Linked DNA regions of Mus musculus: region 2 is linked to region 1. The links are chromatin contacts, called in public Hi-C maps. All regions are on one chromosome and are shown on one strand. Each heading gives the region's core, a stretch centred on a gene start, on an enhancer-like site or on the middle of the called end of the contact. The rest is flanking DNA. Distances are from core to core; before and after follow the strand shown.

Region 1 (7,845 bases), core at 504-3,003:
TTGGCTCTGCTGTGGCACTGGGTTCTAGTTTGCTTTTGATGTCTTAAATCAGAAAAACTTAGTGAGGTGATTATGTTCAAGACCACATAAACTCACATCTTGGACGAGATTAGGGTGAGAGAGAGCAGTTTAAAGAAGTTCCTGAAATCTGAGAGCATGCTCAGGAATGGTCTGCAGGCTAGCTTAAAAATCTGAGCTCTCAGACCATGCAAGGTGCTAAATGGCTGCAAAAAGAGAAGACAAAGAAAAAGTGTGACTTGCCCAAGGCCTCCAAGACACCAACTAGGAGTGGTGCATCCTGCAGGTTCACACTCCTAGCCCTGCTCCCGCCTCCCAGCTGCTGTGCTGTGCCACTGCTAAGCCTGAAAACCCCTCTTCCAGACTCCTTTGCATTTGCATATCAACTGAGGTTTGCCTTTCTTGCTTGATTTATTCAATCTTTTTCATCACCAAAAAAAAAAAAAAAAAAAGCAAGATCTTTTCTCCCTTAAGTGAAAGGAAGATCCAATAGAATTTTCCCATTGTCTTCTCTGCTTTGTGATAATTAATATGTCCTTCGTTCGGGTGATGGAGCTGTAGGGGAGAAGAAAACTCTCAGGGTTTTGTTTTTTTTTTTTTCCTCCTGCATCCTGTTCTAAACTTATCTCCTGGTCTTGGGGTTTATCAGTGTTGTGTGCTTGCCCAACATATGTGAGTTCCTGAATATAGCACTGTGCAAAGAAATGAATTAACTTTAAAAATTACTTCCCAGCCAACTAAGACTCAGTTCCTAGAACAGTGGTATTTGTTCTACCCTGTTCTTGTCTCTCTGCAGATCCTCTCACAGCTTTCCCAGATCGGTCTATCTGGGCAACCATGGCTCTGAGGCTCAGGCCCACCCCACATGCCAAGAGGAGGGAGTATTCCTCCTATACCCACTCTCTGATGTGTGGGGAGAGCAGACAGGAGGAAAACCTTGCAGTTCATGACTTTCCTGTCCCTGTAGTCTCTGCTGCCAATGATCACAGATAACAGCTCTCCAGAAGGATGGTGGCAGGGAGACACATTCTAGCTGTCCATCAAATTCAGTTACCACCAGGTCTCCACAGGGCCACTGTGTACCTAAGCACTGGTAATAGCCCTGGCTCGGAGATTAACGACCGGCCAGCACACTGTCTTCCTTTTTGTGTGTGTGGAAAAGGCTTCTCAAATGAAACAGCCCACAAAAGCGTCTATGCAAATTTAGAAGTCCTCCTGCAATAGAAAATTGGGAGGTGAATTCTGAGTCAAAGTACAATTTCCTTTCCCCAGCACTCCATTACAGCGTGCCTTCATTTGTTTTCCATTTGTGAGTGAGTGTCAGCCTGTATTAAAACGAAGGCAAAGCCACACAGACCCATTCCAAAGAAGCATTTGGCCACCAAATGAAAAATAGAGCCAGGATCCGTGTATAAATTATTCAGAAATTCGGTAAATAAACATGCAAACTTCTAGCCGGGGCTATCGCTACTGCATTATTCAGCCCAATAAGGAGAATTTAATTTAATGGATATTCAGCAACATTGTTCGGCTATCAACAAAAGGCATACTGTCTTTTATGAATAACTGATTTTCTCGGGGCATTCTGAGGAGAGTGGGTCCTCGTTAACCCTAGAATGGCTAGCTAATGTAATTGAAGCGCGACCACCTGGCAGCGAGGTTGCCCGTCAGCTGCCAAGGAAGGCCGGGGCCGGGAGGACCAGGTGCTCAGCTCTCGCTGTCTGATTGTTACAGTGGGATAAACAGCGTGATTGCACAGTATGGCCGGGGGCGAGGATCCAAGACTGCTGCCAACCAGAGAGCGCGCTTTCTTCCCTGGTCTTTGACAAGGGGGGAGGCAAAAGTGCTCCTATTCAGAGCAGGTAGGGCTGACAAAGCCGAAATGCTGTCTGCTGCAATTAGGACAGAAAAATGAGACTGGCTCAAGCATGAAGCAGAGGCGAGCCTTGAGTACCTGTTTCTGTTATGCCACAAAGCCGGGCCCTTTTTAGTACAGGCTGGGAAGTTTAAGCATAAAAATTTAAAAGAAATGCAAGCAAAGGAACCTAACTGCTGAGTGACCTGTGTTTTTTGTGGCACATCGGCTTTATTATTTCAAGGCACAATGCTAAGTCGGCACAGTGTGATAAACTTTATTTAGGCCTGACTTCCATGGCAACCCAAATTCCCTGGTTCTTTGATTATACTTAATAAAACCCTGGGCCAGGTCATCTCTCTTTCTGTCTTGCTTTATAAAGACCTACGAGTATCTATATTTAACAAATAAAAAGATTCTCCTGCTCTGTGGCATTGTTTATTTTTAGTAATTTTTTAAAGCACCACTACCCATGTGGATACATAAAAGAAAATTAGTATTATTCAGTGTTTTTTAAAAAAAAAATAAGAAATAGGCATTATGACCTTTCCAGGGGTTTAGAATGTGAAATGGTTCGTTAAGCTCCTGTTAGTTGAAGAGTAAAGAGCACTTCCCCCAAACAGCAAGGGGAAAAAGGCTCTCTCATAACACATTGATTTATTTCATTTGCTAAGCACAGGAACCATGAAATGCTTCATCCCCAGCAACACATTAAATATGTGCAGAAGTAAAATTGCAGCTGAAGAGTGCCCTGGACTTTGTCCTCATGGTGTGTACATTTCAATAGGCTGAGAGGGGGAAAAACAAACGGTAGAAAGATCCCTTTATGAAATTAAATTACCTGTTTTGTGTGGCTTTGGAGCCCTGTGTGTAGCTGTTGGTTCAGATGACTCACTACTACTCCCTGTCGCTTTTCCATTGGTTCATCCCACCAGCCTCCCCAGCCCAGGCCGGGGTCAGAATCTGTCCCTGAGAATAGAAAGGAGGAAAGCGGTTCCAGCTGGCTCTCCAGCCTCTCACGAGGTACCTAACTGGAAAGAGATACAGGGTTGCTTTTTTTATTAGAACCTAAGGGGACTCTGGGCTGTTTCTCAACCTATCATCAGAGGCCACTTGGTGATAACTTGAGACAGTGACTTGAGACAAGAGGGCCAGTTCCCTGGCCTCAGTTTCCATGTCTGAAAAAGGGGCTTGCAAAGGCAATGATACATGCTTCACCAATGTGAGTTCCCTCCTACTCACCTCTAATGGCTGTGTAGCAGGGACAGATCTGAAAAAGAAAAGGAACACAGTTTCTGCAAGTTTTTTCTTGAAGGATTTCTGTCCCCAGTCCCCTTTGACATTGAGTACTCTGTAATGACAAAGTTAAAAAAAAAATTATTTATTTATTTATTTATTTTGCTTTTCCGAGACAGGGCTTCTCTGTGTAGCCCTGGCTGTCCTGGAACTCACTCCGTAGACCAGGCTGGCCTCAAACTCAGAAATCTGCTGGCATCTGCCTCCCAAGTGCTGGGATTAAAGGTGTGTGCCTCCACTGCCCAGCGTTGTTGAAATTTTAATAGACTTTTATTTTCCTATCTTGAAATTACTTTTTCTCTCTCTCTTTTATTAGAGCTTCACATCTCACAGGCAAGTCTGCCTTGACCTTCATGGAACTGTACACTGGTCCAAAATCCCCCTCCTCACAGTGGATATGGGGCTGTGCCCAGCCTCTCTAGGACTGCCCCCTCAGCTGTCAGATATGGCTGGAGTCGATGATGTGGCATAGGGAAAAGAGGCAGAATTCCACAATTAGGCTGTGTGTTGCACCATGACCAGTGGCCACACCCCTGTGAATCTGCAGTCTTAGGGCCACTGGTGGTCCTGTCATTCTTTTTTTTTTTTTAACCTGATTTTTTTTATTTTTTTTATTAGATACTTTCGTTATTTACATTTCAAATGTTATCCCCTTTCCTAGTTTCCCCTCTGAAAATCCCCTATCTCCTCCCCCCTCCCCCTACTCTCCAACCCACCCACACCCATTCCTGGCCCTGGCATTCCCCTATATTGGGGCATAGAACCTTCACAGGACCTAGGGCCTCTCCTCCCATTGATGACCGACTAGGCCATCCTCTGTTACATATGAAGCTAGAGCCACAAGTCCCACCATGTGTTTTCTTTGATTGGTGGTTTAGTCCCAAGGAGCTCTAGGGGTACTGGTTAGTTCATATTGTTGTTCCTCCTATGGGGTGCAAACCCCTTCAGCTCCTTAGGTACTTTTTCTAGCTCCTTCATTGGGGACCCTGTGCTCAGTCCAATGGTAGGCTGTGAGCATCCACCTCTGTATTTGTCAGGCACTGGCAGAGCCTCTCAGGAGACAGCTATATCAAGCTCCTATCTGCAAGCTCTTGTTGGCATCTGCCTTAGTGTCTGGGTTAGGTGGTTGTTTATGGGATGGATCCCCAAGAGGGGCAGTCTCTGGATGGTTGTTCCTTCAGTCTCTGCTCTGAACTTTGTCTCTGTAACTCCTTCCATGGGTATTTTGTTCCCTCTTCTAAAAGAGATTCTGAGCTTCTGGGCTAATATCCACTTATCAGTGAGTGAATATCATGTGTGTTCTTTTGTGATTGGGTTACCTCACTTAGGATGATATCCTCCAGATCCATCCATTTGTCTAAGAATTTCATAAATTCATTATTTTTGATAGCTGCATAGTACTCCATTGTGTAAATGTACCATATATTCTGTGTCCATTCCTCTGTTGAGGGACATCTGGGTTCTTTCCAGCTTCTGGCTATTATAAATAAGGCTGCTATAAACATAGTGGAACATGTGTCCTTATTACAAGTTGGAGCATCTTCTGGGTATATGCCCAGGAGTGGTATTGCTGGATCTTCCAGTAGAACTATGTCCAATTTCCTGAGGAACTGCCAAACTGATTTCCAGAGTGGTTGTACCAGACTACAATCCCACCAACAATGGAGTGTTCCTCTTTCTCCACATCCTTGCCAGCATCTGCTGTCACCTGAGTTTTTTATCTTAACCATTCTGACTGGTGTGAGATGGAATCTCAGGGTTGTTTTGATTTGCATTTCCCTGATGATTAAAGATGTTGAACATTTTTTTAGGTTCTTCTCAGCCATCCAGTATTCCTCAGTTGAAAATTCTTTGTTTAGCCCCGTTTTTTATTTTTATTTATTTTTTATTTTTTTTAAAGATTTATTTATTTATTATATTTAAGTACACTGTAGCTGTCCTCAGACACTCCAGAAGAGGGAGGCAGATTTCATTACAGATGGTTGTGAGCCACCATGTGGTTGCTGGGATTTGAACTCCTGACCTTCAGAAGAGCAGTCGGGTGCTCTTACCCACTGAGCCATCTCACCAGCCCTAGCCCCGTTTTTTAATAGGGTTATTTGGTTTTCTGGAGTCCAACTTCTTGAGTTCTTTGTATATATTGGATATTAGCCCCCTATTGGATTTAGGATTGGTAAAGATCTTTTCCCAATCTGTCAGTTGCCGTTTTGTCTTATTGACAGTGTCCTTTGCCTTACAGAAGCTTTATAATTTTGTGAGGTCCCATTCTTAACCATCCTAGAGAACACCTAAACAAAATGGAGTACTCAGCCTCCTTTGTGCTGACGGCCTTCTGCCCTTCTCAAAATGTTTGTAGACGTGGAAAATAAAGCATATAGTGTTACAAAGGAAGTCGGTTTCAGTGGATTGCTTTTTATTTTAAGAATACATTTTTAATTAAGATAGAACTATATCACTTTCCTCCTTCCCTCTCCTCCCTCCAGCCCTCTCAGGTACCCTTCCCCAGCTCCTCCCATGCCCCCCACTCTCAAATTGATAGCCTTTTTCTTTGATTATTTTATATATATGTATGTATGTATGTATGTATATGAATGTGTGTATACACACACACACTTGCATAACTGTAGACAAGTAGTAACTGCTGGGAAAGGGACAGTTAGTCTGAGTTAGGATGGCCTCCTGTATTGGTTGTCCAATACAGAGTGTTCTCCCTGGAACCATATCTACACAAACAACAAAATGGACTCAGCAGCTTCTATTTATGTTTGTGGAATTTTTTTATAACAAACTTGCTTACTCATGGCTAGCTATATATAACAACAATGAAGTTGTGCACTGCTTCTATAATTGTGAGGCTTTAGTAAGAATTAGTGTACTGTGAAAGGGTCTGTGATTTCCATAAATATTGCCATTGTGGTTTGATGTCTATATTTATAATGGAAGGAAATATATCATTTCAGAGGGTATACAGAAAGTAAAGCTGTACAGTTTATCACCCAAGTTAATAGACCCCTCAGAGTCTGATGATGACGCCATCTGAGACCTCTGGGCTGCAGGAACTCAGCCTGTGACCTGCCTATGAGGGATTCCCACAAACCTCCGAGTCAGAGCAGAGGACTAGGAAAGCAGCGAGTGAGTAAGGGGAACCATCAGTCAAAGCCTTCTGCAAGGTGCAGAGGCCCACATGCCAGGAAGGAGGGACGGACACACACACACCACTGGGATTTGTCCTTTCCATTTGTCCCAGATTGCATGGGCACTCACTGCATTGTCAAGATGTTTTATCACTTACCTGTTAGATGGTGAACAGAGAAAGCCTCAGATCTAAGGTCCTGTGGCCATTGCCTTCATTCCCAAACAACACCTAGACATTTTTTTTAATTAGATATTTTCTTCATTTACATTTCCAATGCTATCCCAAAAGCCCCCCCATACCCTCCCTCCCACTACCCTCCCTCCCCCCACTCCCACTTCTTGGCCCTGGCGTTCCCCTGTACTGAGGCATATAAAGTTTGCAAGACCGATGGGCCTCTTTTTCCAATGATGACCGACTAGGCCATCTTTTGATACATATGCAGCTAGAGACAAGAGCTCGGGGGTGGGGGGGGGGTACTGGTTAGTTCATATTGTTGGGTGGAACACCTAATGGGTGATTTCACTTCCCATTCTCCATGTGCACATTGCTGACTAGACTTGGTAGAGCGCAAATTAATTGAAATAAATAAACAAGAGCTTGGTTTCAATACACTGCATATATTGACTTGAGAACAATTACAGTTATGTTCGCCTAAAAATATTTCAGCTTTATAAGTCAGCTTACTGGTGCTATTTGTATAGAAAAGCACTTGTTAAAAATCAACTTTTGTGTACAAATGTCCCGTGCTCAACTGCAGAAAGATTAGCATTGTCACAGAGCCCGAGGTTGTGGTGATTGCTAACTTTTGACCTTTTCACCAGTTACTTAATCCATGGTGATCACCTGGCTTGTGGCACCAGACAGCTAATTATAATCACCAAAGGAGAGCCCTGGTAGTCACTTATCAACAAGTACAATGAGACAATCACATTCAGAGACCCATCTCTGCAGAAAATGACCCAGGTATTATGTTCTGTAGTGGTTCCGTCATCACAGAAAGTAGCTTGTTCTGCTGGATCCTGACAGGGAGAGGCTTTGATCCCTCCTGCTCAAAGGTGTTTCTTTTCACAGCCCCTAGGGGTTCTCTTGCCACCTTTAAAAAATAATAGCAATAAAGATGTATATTTTCCTACCTTATACAGACCCTAGATTCAATACTCACCAGCACATGTGGGGGTGGGTGCTTTCAATGACCTTGTATTAATAATCAGAAATCAAAAGATGGGAAATCTATTTATCATTCCTATTAAGTCTGTGCAAGAAAAGTTAGCAGAAATAGCTCATTAACTATACAGCCTTCACTTGAATTTCAAAGAGGGGAAGCCCCCAAAACACAAGCCATGCTCTGGAAAGTTCTATTGTATCCACAGATTCATGTGTTCTCTCTATCCCCCTCTCCTGCTCCTGATCTTGCTCTGCTCTTCCTGACACAGTAACATGCCTTTACTTCAAGAATCCCAGACACAAACTAATGCTTGTTTTATTTACTCATTTTCTTTTGAATCTTGTCTTATCGCCAAGCTGGCCTCAGATTTTTGAT
Region 2 (7,132 bases), core at 832-3,331, 100 kb before region 1:
ATCACTAACTTATTTAATAGACAGCATAATGGCCTTATCAGATGGCCTTTTCTCTCTCGCTGTGATGTAGTGTGGGTTTGTAATGTGCATGATTGTTAAAAGAAAGAAAGAAAGAAAGAAAGAAAGAAAGAAAGAAAGAAAGAAAGAAAGAAAGAAAGAAAGAAAGAAAGAAAGAAAGAAAGAAAGAAGGAAAAAAATCCATAAAATGGAGGGGTTTTCCGTGATAAAGATTCCCCACCTACACCCTAGTTTTTTTAAGACAAGCTCTCAATGTAGCCTTGACTCACTATATAGATTATGCTGGCCTCAAATTCATTGAGAACTGCTTGCCTCCCAAATGATGGGATTAAAGACCTGCACCACCATGCCTGGTCCTGGATTTTTTTCAGTGCTAGTAATGTTGTCACTGGTTCAAAGCCATGAAGGATCTTCCTGTTGCCTCTCCAGCCCAGCTGCACTGTGCCTGGAATATTGGGTGGAGGTGAGGGATGTTCCTGTCTCCTAGTGCCAGACCCTGTACCAGGAACAGTGTGGTGTCCCACTCATTCTTCTCCACACATAATATCTGCCCTATTTTATGAATAATGAAAGCACAAAACATCTTGAGAATTTTTGCCAAATGCCATGTATTCAAAAGGATGTTAGAATTCACAGAAAAGCTTTCTGGACCCATTGGGCTTGTCTTTTCCATTGACTGACAGCTAACTTGTTAGTCAAACACTCCTTGATCTCATTCCTCCCTTGTTTGGTTTTGCTGGGCCATATTCCTTCCCCTTCATACTCCTCTCAGAGTCCCCTCTGACCTTCAGATACCTTCCCAGTTGCTGTCATTTTTCCACTTCTCTTCTAAAGCTGTTCTTGGTTGCTCTCAGTTTGTCCTAATGTTTAAGCAGCTTTTTCACCTTAGTCTTCCCCAAAATATTTTGACATGAAAGGAACTATGATTTGGATTTATTAAAAACATTTCCTATTAATTTCATGATTATTTAAAACATATGGAAAGATCAATACGTGTGAAATGGAAAAGGACAGTTGAGGAAAGGAATTTTATTTTCATGTTTGTAAGAACATATATCAAAGACTGGAAAGTTTTCTTTTCTTAAAATAAGTAAACTATTTTTTAACAATGACTTACAGATTTACCGTCTTAATATAATTTAATTTGTCTGTTATACATCAAAGTTAAGTTCTCTTTTAAATGCAAAACTTACAGTAAAACAAAGTTATTGTTACAAATTTGCATATAGAAATTTCGGGAAATGTGGATCTTTGTCATTGTAGTCTATAATGCTATATTATCATATTTTCTAAGGCAGAAAAAAGAAAACCAGCATGAAACTTTCCTCAGGTGAAGAATGTATATAGTTCTGCTCTACAATAATCATTGACATACAAATTTGAATAATATCAGCATAATTTTTGATATGGTAGAATATGATATGATAAAGTATAACTGTAAAGAGCCTTCAGGAGGGCTGAGTTTTCGTCTTGGCCTTCATGTCTTAGCCAAGTCATTTGGCCTCACCAGGCCCTGGTTCCATAGTGTAAGAGGAGCATAATCATAGAGTTTTACTTCCTTTAGTAACTGTGAGTCCTTATGTGAAGATTGAGGGCAATTAGTGCAGTAGTTCCAAGAACCTCATGTATTTCATTTTTCCAATAATTGAGTACTGTGTTTGTTTCATTACCCATCTGCCATCTTACATTTTAATATAATGATCTGACTGAAAAACATACATTACAAGTGGAGAAATGTCTACTCCCTGTGTTGTGGGTCAGACATAAGTAGTGATTTGCTCTTTATACCCATGATCCAGGAATGTCTTGTGGTCCTATGGTCCTACTTGCTTTTCACCTAACTCAATGATAGATGCTGGAAGGCTGAACTCTGAATGAGCCAGACTCCTTGCAACTAGTTTGGCATAGTATTTGAAAGACATGGGGAGTAGTGGGACAGCATCTTGAAGGAGCTGGGCCCTCTAATCTTTGGAAGTTCTGCCCAGACACTAGCATCACTGCAAACAGCAGGATCTCTGCTAGTGCCAGCCTTCTCAGCTTAGAGTGTAGCTGGGTGTGTCTGCTGTCTTTTCCTTCACTGCTGAGACTCATGGTTGGTTCTTTGACACTTCTGGAAATTCTGTAAGCCAGCTGACACTGCTGTCAATTGTCCTCAAACGCTCTGCAAAACAGATTGTGTTGTCTACATGTAAGATTCTGGCATAATCTACAACTCTGCTCCATAGTGCTGCTGAGTCCTGGAAATGCAGGATAACAACAGTTCAGTTCATCTCCTACATAAACCTGCCGCATTAAACTTACCCAACTGGGGTTTTTCTCTTTTAACTTTAGTCACTTATTTTGTAGCCAATAATATGTCACTTGTTTTAAGAATATTTTAACTTGCTCTTTGAGTGTACTTTTTAACTATACCAATATTAAAAATATATATAATTTTAGGTACTATATATATAGGATTATTCTATCTTAGAAATCAAAATAAGTTTATGCTTTTTCTTAACGGATGTTACAGCCTCCTCTCAAGAGGTATATGATGGAATAATATAATAATAAACAGTCGGTTGTAAAGAGATCCCCAGGGTCTCCTCAGTGAGTGTAGGACTCACGGGTGAGCTATGAAAGCAAGGTGCAGGGGTGATCCTTGTAAATTGGCCATACCTGGCTCTTCTAATAACCTCAGACAGCCTGCATCATGCAGTGATATGTAATCATTGCATCACCTTTTCTCAAACAAAGAACTGCTCTTTGCTAGAAATTTACCCTTATAACTAGAACTTTGTGTGCTAGATATGTATAAGTTCTTCAGCATAGTTAAAGCTAAACTGATATGAGTATTCACTTATGGAAAAAGAATTATCATAGCAAACCCAGTGGAAGGCAGAGACTTATTTTTACTTGTCTTGTTTGTCTCATATCAAAGGGAATAATTTTGTTACTTCTCTGCCATGCTGATTTTGTATGGTAAGCTATTTTTACAGAAATCTTGACTCAGAATTTTAATTCAGTGCTGTCACAGTAGAGTACACACTTTCGCATTTAGACATTTATATGACACCTAGTGTATAATCTTGATTTTCTCAGTATAAGAGCTCACGCTATAGAAGTTTCATTTTAAAAGAATTTTTTTAGAAAGTAGTGATTTTTATTTTGACCTTTTTTTTTTCTTTCTTTTTTTTTTTTTTTGGTCATTACAATCCCAACTCAAAATTGTGTCCTATTTTTTTCCACACAGTACCACTGGCTCATGACACAGGGACATTACTGCTTTACAGAGAATATCCACTTTTTCTTTTATAGCTTTTCCATGAATGAGAGATTAAACAATTTTCCAGATTTCTAATCTCTCAGGGAAAAAAAAAAAAAACAGGACAGATCATAGTTCCACCATGGTTTCTACCAGAGAACCTGGGGATTCTGAATGGTGTACAAGAATTAGACTTCAGGGCTGAAGTAATAAAACCCGTAAAACTATTCACAACGTAGTAATTTCAAAACAGCTGGATAGAAAATATTTATCATGTTCTAAATTTCTCACATTTTATAATTATATATTTTATATAATTTGAACATGCTATCTATGTGGACTAAGAAAATACAATTATAAATTTTACCCTAAATTTGTTAATACTAATCAGATGTGTGATTCTTCCATTTTAAAAAGAATTTTTAAAGCCATAGTTTTGTACTATGAGGGGAAAAGGACTAATCTGAATCTATTCCTGTTGTAACAATGGGTCTTGTATCTCCATGCTTCAGGATATGACTTCAAAATGGCTTTACTATGCAGCCTTTATAGATGACAAGCCTCAAGTTGACACCTATGAGACCTGAGAACAACACTCAGTTTTGCTTCTCACTAGCCGTAGGGTACCACCTAACTGAGAGTGCTCATGGATGAGGTAAACTAGAAGACTCTAAGGTCCTTGAGCATTCTTGTATTTTCTAGTTACTTTTAAACATTTTTTAATTAGAATCATACCATCCTTTCTTTTTTTGTTGTTGTTTTTTATTCAAGAACTGTTTTACATTGGATATTTTTTCTCACTATTGGTAAGTATTGAGTTTTGAAGGTATGAAATGCATAAATATCTGTAATATCCATTAATTTGAACAAAGAACCAAATAACTGGTATTTGGGTGTCATATGTCCTTGTAGCTAAATTGGTTGGCAAATGAAGAGATTGGACTTGGCAGGACTTGGGAGGGTTTAAAGAGTGGCAGGATTTACAAGACAAGATGCAGGATGGGGGTTTGCATGTCACAGGACTCAGGAAATGCCCAAGGACCAGAGAGCAACTTTGACTTAGTGCCAGATAATTATGGATAAAATAACACGTGAACATGAGTAAGCAGGGTAGCACTGTAAAGAGCCTCCGACTGTCTGGATCGTCAGAAGGGCCAAGTATAGACCATGCAGGCATGACCCTTGAACCTTGCTTACATAGCTCACTGCTCAATCTTCCAGTCACTGAGTAGTTTTCATCCCACAGATAATGGTTTTGAAGCAAGATGTTCAACATGAGTTGAGAGAGAGAGAGAGAGAACACGAACCGTTGAAGGACCTTACACCACAGCGGTTATTTGGGATAAATTATAACCATGAGAGAATGATGATAGCAAGAACAAAAAGGGAATTATAATAGCACAGGAACAAGTTAACAAGGGTTAGTGATGACTGAGACATAGATTGTGTGTATGTGTGTGTGTGTCTGTGTGTGTATACATATATATGTTTTGTTTATATGAAATATTGGAGAACAGGTAAGGTACTGTATTGGACAGAAAGTATTCTGACAAAGGTAGAAGAACACACAGACAGTGTTCCCATTGCTTCTCAAAGTCAAGTGCAGTTCTGAAGGGTGCTATGAATTGAGGAAAAGAGGGAAGGCTGATGCTTAATCATACATATGGTTCAGTGTTAAGCATTTAGACAATTCATGCCTCTACCTTCCTTTACCTCAGATGCCATAGCAGGAGGCACATGTGTGTTCCCAAAGAATTCTTTCCTACTAGAAATTAGAGATTTATGGAAAATATTTCCAGGGACGTTTTCTATACCTAAAATACACATTTTTTAACCCTGTTGGACTTAAACAATTGGTATGTAATTATAAATTTACTTTGTTATCACAATAGAATATCTAAAGGTTTTTTATTTTTTCTTAGTTTTGTTACTATGTATTTTTAAAAATAATCTGACACTCAAAACATTTAATCTCTTTAAAAATATAATTGCATTCATTTAAATTCACTTGATTCAGATTAATTTACCCAACACAAGGGTTTACTTCAGGAATATGCAAAACTTTTATGTTTTAGCAAGGATTGATGAAAAACTAATAGTTATAAAGATAGATGGTGCGTGTTCTTCTCACTGTATATATGTACCAAAGTCAGAATGGTAAACGAACACCGCCTTGTAGTGTCTAGGGCTTTCCGAGTATCTCTCAAGTTTCATGAAAAAGTACCAGCTATAGAGCTGTTAAACTTTTTCAAGAAAAATAAATTTCATTAGACTTCACTCAACTATCCAGTCATAGAGACTTCGGGTGGGTGACTCCTGGAAACAATTGGATAGAAGGGTTTTTCTTTTATTTTATAGCTATATAACCAATAATAATTTTTGTTAATCTGCCAAGCCCACTTATACCTCAATAAGGAGAGTGGAAATACGTTAACAGTGACAGGCAGCAGAGGTTTCAGTTATGAGGTTTCCCATGTGGGCAGAGAACTTGTTTCATGGCTTTAAAATGTGTAAGATGATAGATCGCACAGGAGGCTGTTCTGGAGAGCAACAAACGTACCTGAGAGCCCAGAAACTAACAAAACATTTGATTTACCTCATTGGATTTCGGGTATAAAACTTCTCTTTTAAGTAAATGCAATCAATGAAGAATAGAAAACATGCATATTCCATCATAAATCTTTTATGTATTCAACAGGACATAGTAGGTGATGTGTTTTTCTTCTCCAAAGTCTGTTTTTAGAAGTGTATTTTATTTACTATAGCCTTTCCCAAGGCTCAAGCCACCCGAACCTTCCGTAATGGAGTCTTTAGAGTGTTTCTTGTCTTTTCCCAGACAGAATAAATGTAAATGTGATAGATGGTAGAAAGGGAAAACTGGAAACTTTTCTTTGTCCCAACCCATTCCACAGTCACTGTGAGGGCGGAGTGGGTAACCAAAGCAACCTCACCTCACCACCTGAGAAGCTGGCTTCTTCCACTTCCAGACTTAGATTAGGCTTTAACTGTGCTTTGTGATGGGCTAGTCAGCTTTTCACCCTATAACTGACTCTGGGCATGGGGCTTGGGCACAGGCTGCTCCCCAGGAGATCTTTGGTAATATCTAAAGGCATTTTTGGTTGTTACAGCTGGGACAGAGGTCCATTGGCATCTAAAATGTAGAAGAATCTGTGATGCAGAAATTCAAAAGTGCTGAAGCTGGCACTGAGCTGGGAGAAGAGCTAGGCAGCACAGTAACAAAGCTTAGCAGTCCCGAAGAGTGCATCAGACCAGCCTCCTCCACTTAACCAGGAGATTAAAGCACAGAAACATTTGCCAAAGACGTAGAGGCAAATGTTTAACGCTGATTATAAGAAAGTTGCCAGTGTCTGTTTTGTTTTATTTGTTTTGATTTTCAAGAATTTTCATAGTGCAACTTAACTAGATGAACTGATTTCTTTTTAAAGTCAATTTAAGAAGTGAAAATTAATTAATTTTCTGATTAATTCATGTGAACATGCAAATTACTTGAGGTAGATTTTGCCTAGAAGCACAGTTTGTGACCTGAAGCTGGAAAGTTCAAGGTCCTAGGGGCCTAGTCCAGAACTTGAAGCCACTTCCTTCCCTACCCACGGCCTTGCCGCACTCCTGAGAGGAAGCATGGCTAAGAGGATGGCTTGCTTGGAGGAGTGTTGTCATGGATATATAGATAGTGCTTCCTTAAAAAGCCAAGGTAGTGCTGTATTGAAGAGTAAGTAATCTTTGTAAGCTGAGATTTGTAGGGAAATTCTGACTTACCTGGGTCTGTGTTTATGCGTGTGTGTGTGTGTGTGTGTGTGTGTGTGTGTGTGTGTGTGTGTGTGCATACGCACAAGGAATATCCCACTCTGC

The links. Hi-C and Micro-C count contacts between places; a contact is called where the count stands out from the background.
Region 2: a Hi-C map of cerebellum shows a contact between it and region 1, with 2.1 times the contacts expected there. The contact joins two enhancer-like sites. A contact is called at or near these places in 4 of 39 promoter capture datasets (the C10 cell line, liver, pre-B cells and 1 more), 4 of 484 Hi-C or Micro-C datasets (cerebellum, cerebral cortex, nephron progenitors and 1 more), 1 of 115 datasets of contacts at active chromatin or transcription factors (embryonic stem cells) and 3 of 9 other capture datasets (adipose tissue, liver and pancreatic islet).

The regions. Positions count from the first base shown.
Region 1 is chr2:146,273,554-146,281,398 of GRCm38.p6, reverse strand. The region is part of intron 38 of Ralgapa2 (Ral GTPase activating protein, alpha subunit 2 (catalytic)); the gene reads left to right. Among named protein-coding and RNA genes, the nearest start is that of A930019D19Rik, 18 kb to the right of the region's middle. Within about 2 kb of position 1,753, at least 64 of the 459 cell types and tissues checked have an H3K27ac peak or open chromatin away from gene starts, as enhancers often do. A contact at or near this core is called in cerebellum, where this site is marked.
Region 2 is chr2:146,377,185-146,384,316 of GRCm38.p6, reverse strand. All of the region lies in intron 24 of Ralgapa2 (Ral GTPase activating protein, alpha subunit 2 (catalytic)), which reads left to right. Among named protein-coding and RNA genes, the nearest start is that of A930019D19Rik, 120 kb to the right of the region's middle. Within about 2 kb of position 2,081, at least 1 of the 459 cell types and tissues checked has an H3K27ac peak or open chromatin away from gene starts, as enhancers often do. A contact at or near this core is called in cerebellum, where this site is marked.